Regions from separate parts of the Sus scrofa genome. Here region 1 is linked to region 2. A link is a contact called in public Hi-C data. All regions are on one chromosome and are shown on one strand. The core of a region is the stretch at or near the end of the contact, and the rest is flanking DNA. Distances in the headings are between cores, read along the strand shown.

Evidence for each region. Hi-C and Micro-C count contacts between places; a contact is called where the count stands out from the background.
Region 1: a Hi-C map of blood shows a contact between it and region 2, with 8 times the contacts expected there. The contact joins the enhancer-like site here to the promoter of GSAP in region 2. A contact is called at or near these places in 1 of 5 promoter capture datasets (liver), 11 of 47 Hi-C or Micro-C datasets (alveolar macrophages, blood, fetal heart ventricle and 4 more) and 1 of 2 datasets of contacts at active chromatin or transcription factors (alveolar macrophages).

What each region holds. Positions count from the first base shown.
Region 1 is chr9:102,743,690-102,747,647 of Sscrofa11.1, forward strand. It overlaps GSAP (gamma-secretase-activating protein), which reads left to right. Exons shown (of 32, transcript XM_021102559.1): 16 at 3,441-3,533; 17 at 3,668-3,885. Among named protein-coding and RNA genes, the nearest start is that of GSAP, 51 kb to the left of the region's middle. Within about 2 kb of position 1,797, at least 8 of the 83 cell types and tissues checked have an H3K27ac peak or open chromatin away from gene starts, as enhancers often do.
Region 2 is chr9:102,692,831-102,696,775 of Sscrofa11.1, forward strand. GSAP (gamma-secretase-activating protein) reads left to right here and starts at 2,016. Exons shown (of 32, transcript XM_021102559.1): 1 at 2,016-2,207. The coding sequence starts at 2,108. It overlaps LOC110262246 (a long non-coding RNA gene), which reads right to left and starts at 2,580. Exons shown (of 2, transcript XR_002347079.1): 1 at 2,291-2,580; 2 at 1-1,679.

The DNA.
Region 1 (3,958 bases), core at 547-3,046, 51 kb after region 2:
TTAACCAGACAATGCTGGATCCTTAACCTACTGCACCACAAGGGAACTCATTTTTGGTCTTTTTTTAAAGTTGAGGTATAGTTGATTTACAGTAGTATCTTGATTTCAGGTGTACAACATAGTAATTCAGTGTTTTTATAGATTATACTACATTTAAGGTTATTATAAAATAATGGCTATAATTCTCTGTGCTGTACAGTATATCCTTGTATCTTATTTTATTCATAATAGTTTGTATCTCTTCATCTCCTACCTGTCTTGTCCCTCCTTCCCTCTTCCCACTGGTAACCACTTGTTTGTTCTCTGTCTGAGTCAGCCTCTGTTTCGTTATATATACTTGTTTTCTTTTTTTAGATTCCACATGTAAGTGATAACCTAGACTATTTGTCTTTCTCTGTCTGAGTTCTTTTACTAAAGCATAATATTCTCTATGTCCATTCCCATTGTTACAAAGAAAGACTTTCATTTGGAATGATACAATTTATGTGGAGAGAGAACTTACGCTAAGTGGGCCAGTGTGTAGCAGTTTTTAACATGCGCTCTGAACCTGTGGGAAATCGCTTTAGAGAGGCCTGATTCTACTGCTTCCTGTGGTAAGAGAGATAAATAGAAGGTTTCCTGGATCTGGGACTTGATTCTTATCAAGAGTGCTATATCAGCATCCCCTATCGAGGGTGATGTGGGAAACTTTCCACTAAAAAAACCTTAGCATTTGGTGAGGTCAAAGGTATCCTTCCCTTTTTTTTTTTAACCCCTGGGAATGACTCTTGAAAAGGGAAGCCATGATCTAAGTCTATTGTCCTCAAAATGTGGAGAGGCAGAAAAATTAGAGGTTTGTAAAAATTGGCTATCTTACATAAGTCGTCTTTCCTTCTTAAAACGATTTTATTATATAGGCACAAAATTGTACCCAAGATTAAAACTGTTCTAGAGGGAATTTTTTATTAACAACAGTATTGCTTTTTGAGTGATGTCGTTTTTGCTATCTAATGTGTACAACTTTCTTGAATTGTCATGCTGTTAACAGGGGCTTATATTGATGGAATATTAAGGAATAGCGTTTTGGGAAAAGTTTTCCATGAGCCCCAACACCTCTATACAAGAAAGATATGTTTATACATTTAAAAAAAATGAAATGATGCCGTTTGCAGTCACATGGATGGACCTAGAGATTATCAGACTAAGTGAAGTTAGAAAGAGAAAGACAAATACCATATGATGTTGCTCTTAAATATGACACAAATTAACTTATTCATGAACAGACACAGACTCACAGACACAGAGAACAGACTTGTGATTGCCAAGCGGGGGGGCGGGGGAGTAGGAGAGGGATGCACTGGGAGTTTGGGGTTAACAGATGCAAACTATTACGTATAGAATGGATAAACAAGGTCCTACTGTATAGCACAGGGTTTATGGTTTATCTAATATCCTGTGATAAACCATAATGGAAGAGAATATGAAAAAGAATATATATATCTGTATATCTATCTGTGTATATCTGAATCACTTTGCTGAACAGCAGAAATTAACACAACATTGTAAATCAACTATACTTCAGTAAAATACAAAAGAAATGAGATAAAATAGGAAATATGTTTGTGCATCAAAAAACTACCATTTTAAAAATGAATACTATATTGCTAAGTGGTTTTTTTTATGTTATGTTGATTCTTATGACAATTTTTCTTGGTGGTGTTTTCTCCATTTTACTGAAAATGAAACTGAGGCTCAGAATGTCTGTGACGTGTGCCCAGGCTTCTGCTAGTGTCTCCTATGTTAGTTTCTTATTGCTGCGATAGGAAATCACCACAAAGTTAGCTTTGAAGTAAACAACATACTGTCTTTCAGTTTCAGAGGTTAGAATTCTGAAATGAGTGAATCTTGAGGGGTCGGTAGGGGAAGAAATGGTTCCTTCTGGAGATTCCAGGGAAGAATTCATTCTTCGCCTCCTCCAGGATCTAGAGTCTTCTTTCTTGGCTTGAGACCACATCGCTCCAATCTCTTTCGTCATCATGGGGTCTTCTCTTCTGTAGTCAAATCTCTGCTTCCTCCCTCTTATAGAACCATTTTTGATCACATTGGATCCACTTGGATAATTCAGGGGACCCTCTCCATCTCACGATCCTTAATCACATCTGCAAGGTCCCTTTCATCCCTTAAAGTGACATATTCTCAGGCTCTGGGGATTACCACACAAACATCCGTGGGAGCCGTCATTCAGCCTATTTATTGCAGGTACTATTGATGTTTCTGGTGAGAGTGTCCTGCACACTGAGGGATTCAGCATCCCTGGAGCCCATTCATCAAGTGGCAGTAGGACTCCTTGTGACAACTCAAAACACTCTCATCTATTTCCAAATGCCACCTCTCCCAGAGACTTAGTATCTAAATAACTGGTTAAGTGGTAGGGCTAGGAGTTAAACTAGGTCATTTGATGCCTTTCCACTCTGCCCTACTACGCCTCTATTTGCGTTTTTCTATTTAGGCGTTGCCATGATGATAACGTTATTTCACCCACTTGTGTTAAGTAGTTTAACATCACTTAATCCATGGTAACTGAAAGTCAGCTGGTTAGGGTTTTACATCCTCTCCTTTCCCTTCCACAGAATACCTTCTATGCAAATGATTAGCATTTATTTCTTTGATCTCAGGTTAAAAAAAAAAAGAGTCTAGCTGGCTCACATAATCTACGTGTTTTATCTATATGAAATTTACCATTATTATATGAATTTCTCCGTTTTTCTAAGATCCTAGCGAAATTATTGGCATGAGCTATTTCTACCCTCCCATTAGCCAGAAACCTATTTATTTATTTATTTTACCTTGTCTCAATTTGTATACAAATTGTTCTTTGTACAAAAATATTGCAGGGACTGGGAAACTTTGAATTCCAGGCAGCTAGCTATGCAAGCAAACACATTTGTACTTCACCAAGTGTCAGAATGCTTGCAGAGATTTTTCTGTGGTGAATATTAGTGTAAAGGTTCTTTAGAGAAAATGATGCTGGTGATGATAATGCTCGTGATGACAGTGAGTGGTAGTTAAACACAGGGAACTAACTTTTGGAGCTGTTTTACAAGCTCTTTCTAGCTTGTCATATTAAGGAATAATTTATGTTGCTGGATTGTTTTTCTCTAATTTTCTCTCTGAGCTCATTTAGGTTGATTTAAAACTGCAATTCCCTGAGAAACGAAGCTTCAGATATAAATTAAGATAACCATGGCCAAATATCTGAAAAAAAAATTAGCCTCAGAGAGAAATAAATGAGAGCTTGAGAGTAAGACGAAATAAACAGACAGCTTATTATTATATTGGTCAAACCTTTTGTGTTTTAAAATGCTCAGAGAAAAATAAGAGCTACCGTACAGTTCTTGGCTTTATCTGTGCCTATACAGCTCTTGCTGCCTGGAGAAGACTGAACTCTTTCTCTTCCACAGATTATTATGTGGCTGTTTACTTACCCGGTCATTTCTTTCACCTACTTAACATTCAGCATCCAGACCTGATCTGCCACAGTCTGTTTCTGACAGGTATGGTGATAGTTTTTATCTCATGAACACGGTCCACTTGAGTTTGTTTTAAGCATTAATATTTGTGTTTGGAGGAGAGGGTTTTTTTTTTTTTTTCTTTGCTGATCTACTTTTTTTTTTTTTTTTTTGGCTAGGAAACAACGAAGTGATTGATCTGCTACCTCATCGCCCTTTACAGTCCCTATCAGGGTCCCTGGTTCTGGATCGGTGTTCTGGAAAGCTCTATAGGGCGCTCCTCAACCAGTCCTATTTGTTGGAGTTCCTGTGGAACGCCCGGCTGGACTGTGAGAAGATGGCCTTGATGCACTGCGTGCTCTCGTGTGGCCGAGACCCACGGCAAACGGAAGCCAAGGTGGGAGTTGAGCTTCAGTCTGAACGCAGGCAAATGGACAGCGTAAGATGTGGACAGTTAGCGGTTGCAATGA
Region 2 (3,945 bases), core at 766-3,265:
TTATTTGGAGAAGTGTTTCAAACCTTATGGAGCCTAAAAATCACCAGAGGCTCTGGCTAAAAAGCACACTTCTGTGCCTAGCCCAGATCTAGACCTGAGCCCAGGAGTCTGCATTGTAAAACCGCTTCTCACATGATTGCAATTCATGTAGTTTTCAGACCCTAACTTTGAGAAACTTGTGACAAAGTGTTCCTTAGTCTATTTCTGAATTGACTCATTCTTCAATAACAATCCCGCCCCTTGTAGATGCTCTGTTAGCTGGTGCAGGGGTGTGTGCAAAGGGTCAAGATTCAATTCCTGTCTTGGTACAGTATTTGACTGTCAAATGAGGTGTACTAGCAACACCTCTCTAGGAGTTCCGGGTTAGGGAAGGTTGCTGTGGGCTGAAGCAGTGCGAAGGCTTTGTGGATCCAGATGGGAACAGTTTGGCGATTTTTTTTTTTTTTTTTTTTTAAGAGGGAGGAAGGTGGCGTTACAGGGGTTTTGGAATCAGGCCAACCTGCAGCTAAAGGTCTAGGCAAAAAGGCCAGAAGGGTCAGGTAAAGTATAGAGACTTTATCCTGTGGTGGTCAGCTGCTGCTCAAGGTCTGCCACATGGGGACATGAAGACAGCTTTATTTCAGGGAGAGTAATAACCTGGTTTTGATGTTCACCATGGACTAGATCTGCATCAGAGGTGGGCAAGCAATTCTGATGGTGTGCACTTGGGAATGAAAAGAAACCTGAGTGGCAAGATAAAGAAAACAGTGGGCTTATTTTTAGGGATAGGGATGAGAGGATGCCCAAAATGACAGGTCCACCTGGAAGTAGAGCACTTTTAAAAGACTAAGCACAGAGGGAATTCCCCCCTCCCCGCCTTTTTAACTTAAAAGTTTTTGTTTTTTTTAATTATGGGTGATTTACAATGTTCCTTCAATTTCTGTTGTATGGCAAAGTGACCCAGCCACCCATACATACACATTCGCATTCTTTTTTTTTTTTTTTTTCTTTTTTCATCATGTTGTAGCTTAAGAGACCAGACACAGTTCCCTGGGGTGTACAGTAGGACCCCATCAACCATCCATTCTAATCATAACAGTCTGCATCCACCAACTCCAAACTCCCGGTCAGTCTCCCTCTCTCCCGCACACTCCTTTGGCAAACACAGGTCTGCCCTCCCTTAATTTTTTTTTTTTTTTGTCATTTTCAGGTCCTCTTCCTGGAGATTCCCAGGCTAGGTGTCTAATCGGAGCTGTAGCCGCCGACCTACACCACAGCCCACTGCAACGCCGGATCCTTAACCCCTGAGCAAGGCCAGGGACTGAACCCGCAACCTCATGGTTCCTAGTCGGATTCGTTAACCACTGAGCCACGACGGGAACTCCTGCCCTCCCTGAATCTTTAATGCAGCCTCCTTGAAGCCAGTGTAGGGAACCGTGTAAACAGGCAGAGGCCCTGTTTGTGTTGAGCTGGTTGACCCTTTCCAGCGTCTCCGTATGTCTCTCAGAATCTTGTTCACACACTCCTCGCTGCTACTTACCACCTAAATACCACTAATAAAACACCCTCACCCTGAAATCGGGTCGAATAGGGCCAAGCGGCCGCCTGCTTCAATCCCCGGTGGCAGTGAACTTGAACTTTCTCAGGTGAATCAGCTAGTAATACCTCCGTCTAGCCACTTTGCTGCACAGTGGAATCACCTGGGGATTAAAAAAAAAAAAAAAAAACTCAAAGCAAGTCCCAAAACGCTTAGCGCCCACATGTAACGTGCAGCATAGCTTGGAAACCATCGGTCTAGCGACTTCTCCACGTCTCTTAAAAAACAAATCCTCGGGCCCTCTGGGTCCTCCGCCCTGGGAGTACAAGCGAAGGTTCCGGGCCTCGGTGGCCCTGGTCCCCGCGCCGCAGTCTCCCTCCCTCCCAGCTCGGCGAGGGCAGCCCGTGGTTCGGGTGTGCGGCGCGGGCCGGGCCGGGAGGCGGCGGTGCCGGGGCTTCTCCCGCCCCGACGCGACGGAACCGAAAGCGGCGGGCGGGGGAGAGGAAGGAGGGGCGGACGCGGTGGCGCGCGGAGGGCCGGGAATGTCCGAGGCGCGGGGCCCCAGAGTCGCCCCGAGGCAGCGTCCGGGCGATGGCTCTCCGTCTTGTCGCCGACTTCGATCTCAGGAAGGACGTGCTACCGTGGCTGCGGGCGGCGTCAGCGGCCGCTGCGCCCGGAGGCGGCGGCCCAGGTGCCGGAGGCGCGCGTCTGGGCGGGGTGGGGGGTGGTGGCAGGAGGAGGCGGTCAAGGCTGGGGACTCGGAGTCGTTCGTACCTAGAGGGTTCCGGGCTGGGCCAGGGTGGTGGTCGCCGGCCGGACGGCGGCAGCCTGTGCCCCCTACCAAGGTTGGTGCCGAAGGCGCGAGCTTCCCTCTTTGAATCTGGGCTTTGCCACTGTCACCCGGCCACCGGGGTGAAGATTGGAGGGCAGCCCCCGGGGAGGATCTCGGCCGAGCTGCACTGCTTCTTCTTGCGAGCCCTCCAGCTATGGGCTTACTGGTTGCCCATAGTAAATCATCTTCAGCAGAAAGCCTGGGGACACTAGTGGTACCTTTAGCATCAGGGCAAGGCGTGGAGGAGCTGCTGCCCAGACTCCGCTCCTCCAGCCCCAGGCTGCGGGGAGTTGGGAGGGTGGTTCTCGCTGCTTCATTCACATCTAACCTGCCTGAAAAGATTTATCACCCTGGTGAGGGCTCTACCAAGACTGGGGGCTCCTGGAGCTCTCGAGTCAGGAGAAAGAGAAGATGAATCACGGCCACCAAGAAAATCACCATATGAGTACTTAATAGTTGCACAGTTTGCCCTCACTTTTGTGAGACGTGTTTCTGTGTGAACAGTGTCCATAATTTAGGGGACATGCCACTTCAGAGGTGAAGTGTCAGAGGGTAGGGGACCGATTTCAGTCTGTGAGCAGTGAACTGAGAGCCTGCTCTTTTCCAAAGCCTCAGGCCCATCACCACCATTCCAGAGACCACCTGTGCAGGCCAGCAAGGGGCAAGACACCAAGTGATGCCCAGTTTCTTCAGGATGGATTGGAATGCATTCTGGACAGTTGGGCTTTGGTTTTAGAAATTTTTTAATTTTGATGGAGTGAAAAGTGACTTTTGAGTCTTCTCAGCATTGATCAATCAAAACTTTAAAGAAGGGGAATTCTGTGATTTCCCAGGTTGTTTTTTTAAGAAGGGAAGTTTCCTGTAAATAAGTGTTTCATCTTCAGGGCTTAAGTTCAGGTTCAAAGCACTGATACCCTGGATCCCAGTTGTGCATAGGAGCTAGCCAATTCAGTTTGTCTCTTTGGTTTTCCTTAAACACTGTAGACTGCTGGAGGGCATTTTTGGGGAGGGCTATCAAAATATCCATGTCTACAACTCCTTTCCCCTTAACCCTGGTGAAAGTTTTCTATCCCTACTGTTTATCTTCACATTATCCTATGGCTTTAGCAGGATATTTGTATGGTTCCTTGTCTTGGCATTTTGGTTATTGGTCCCAAATAAGGAGTTGTGTTTGTCTAGCTCAAGGCTTGAGTTTGACTAGTGAGTTTGACTAATGACTAGTGTCATTATTAGTAAAACTTCACTTTGGGAGGAAATTTTTAAAAGTCTCCTGAGCATCTAAAGAATTTTTGAAGGTTTAACTTTTGAAAACACACCAAGGAGCTCTCAGTCTGCTTTCCATCACAAAGTGGTCCTTTCTCTGGACCTCCATCTTAGATAGCTAAGTGGCAGGTTTCTGAAAATGAGAAGTTAGATGAAGTGTGAAATGCCACAGTCTTGTGTTTCAGTAACGTGTGTTGTGATCAAAACGCTGTGTATGAGCTAGTTAGGTTTTGGCTTCCTTGTGTCTTTCACTCATCTGTAAAGAAATATAAACTTGTGGGTTGACATTCCACTAAATACCAGATACTGTTGGGTCTTCAGAAAGTAAACTCAC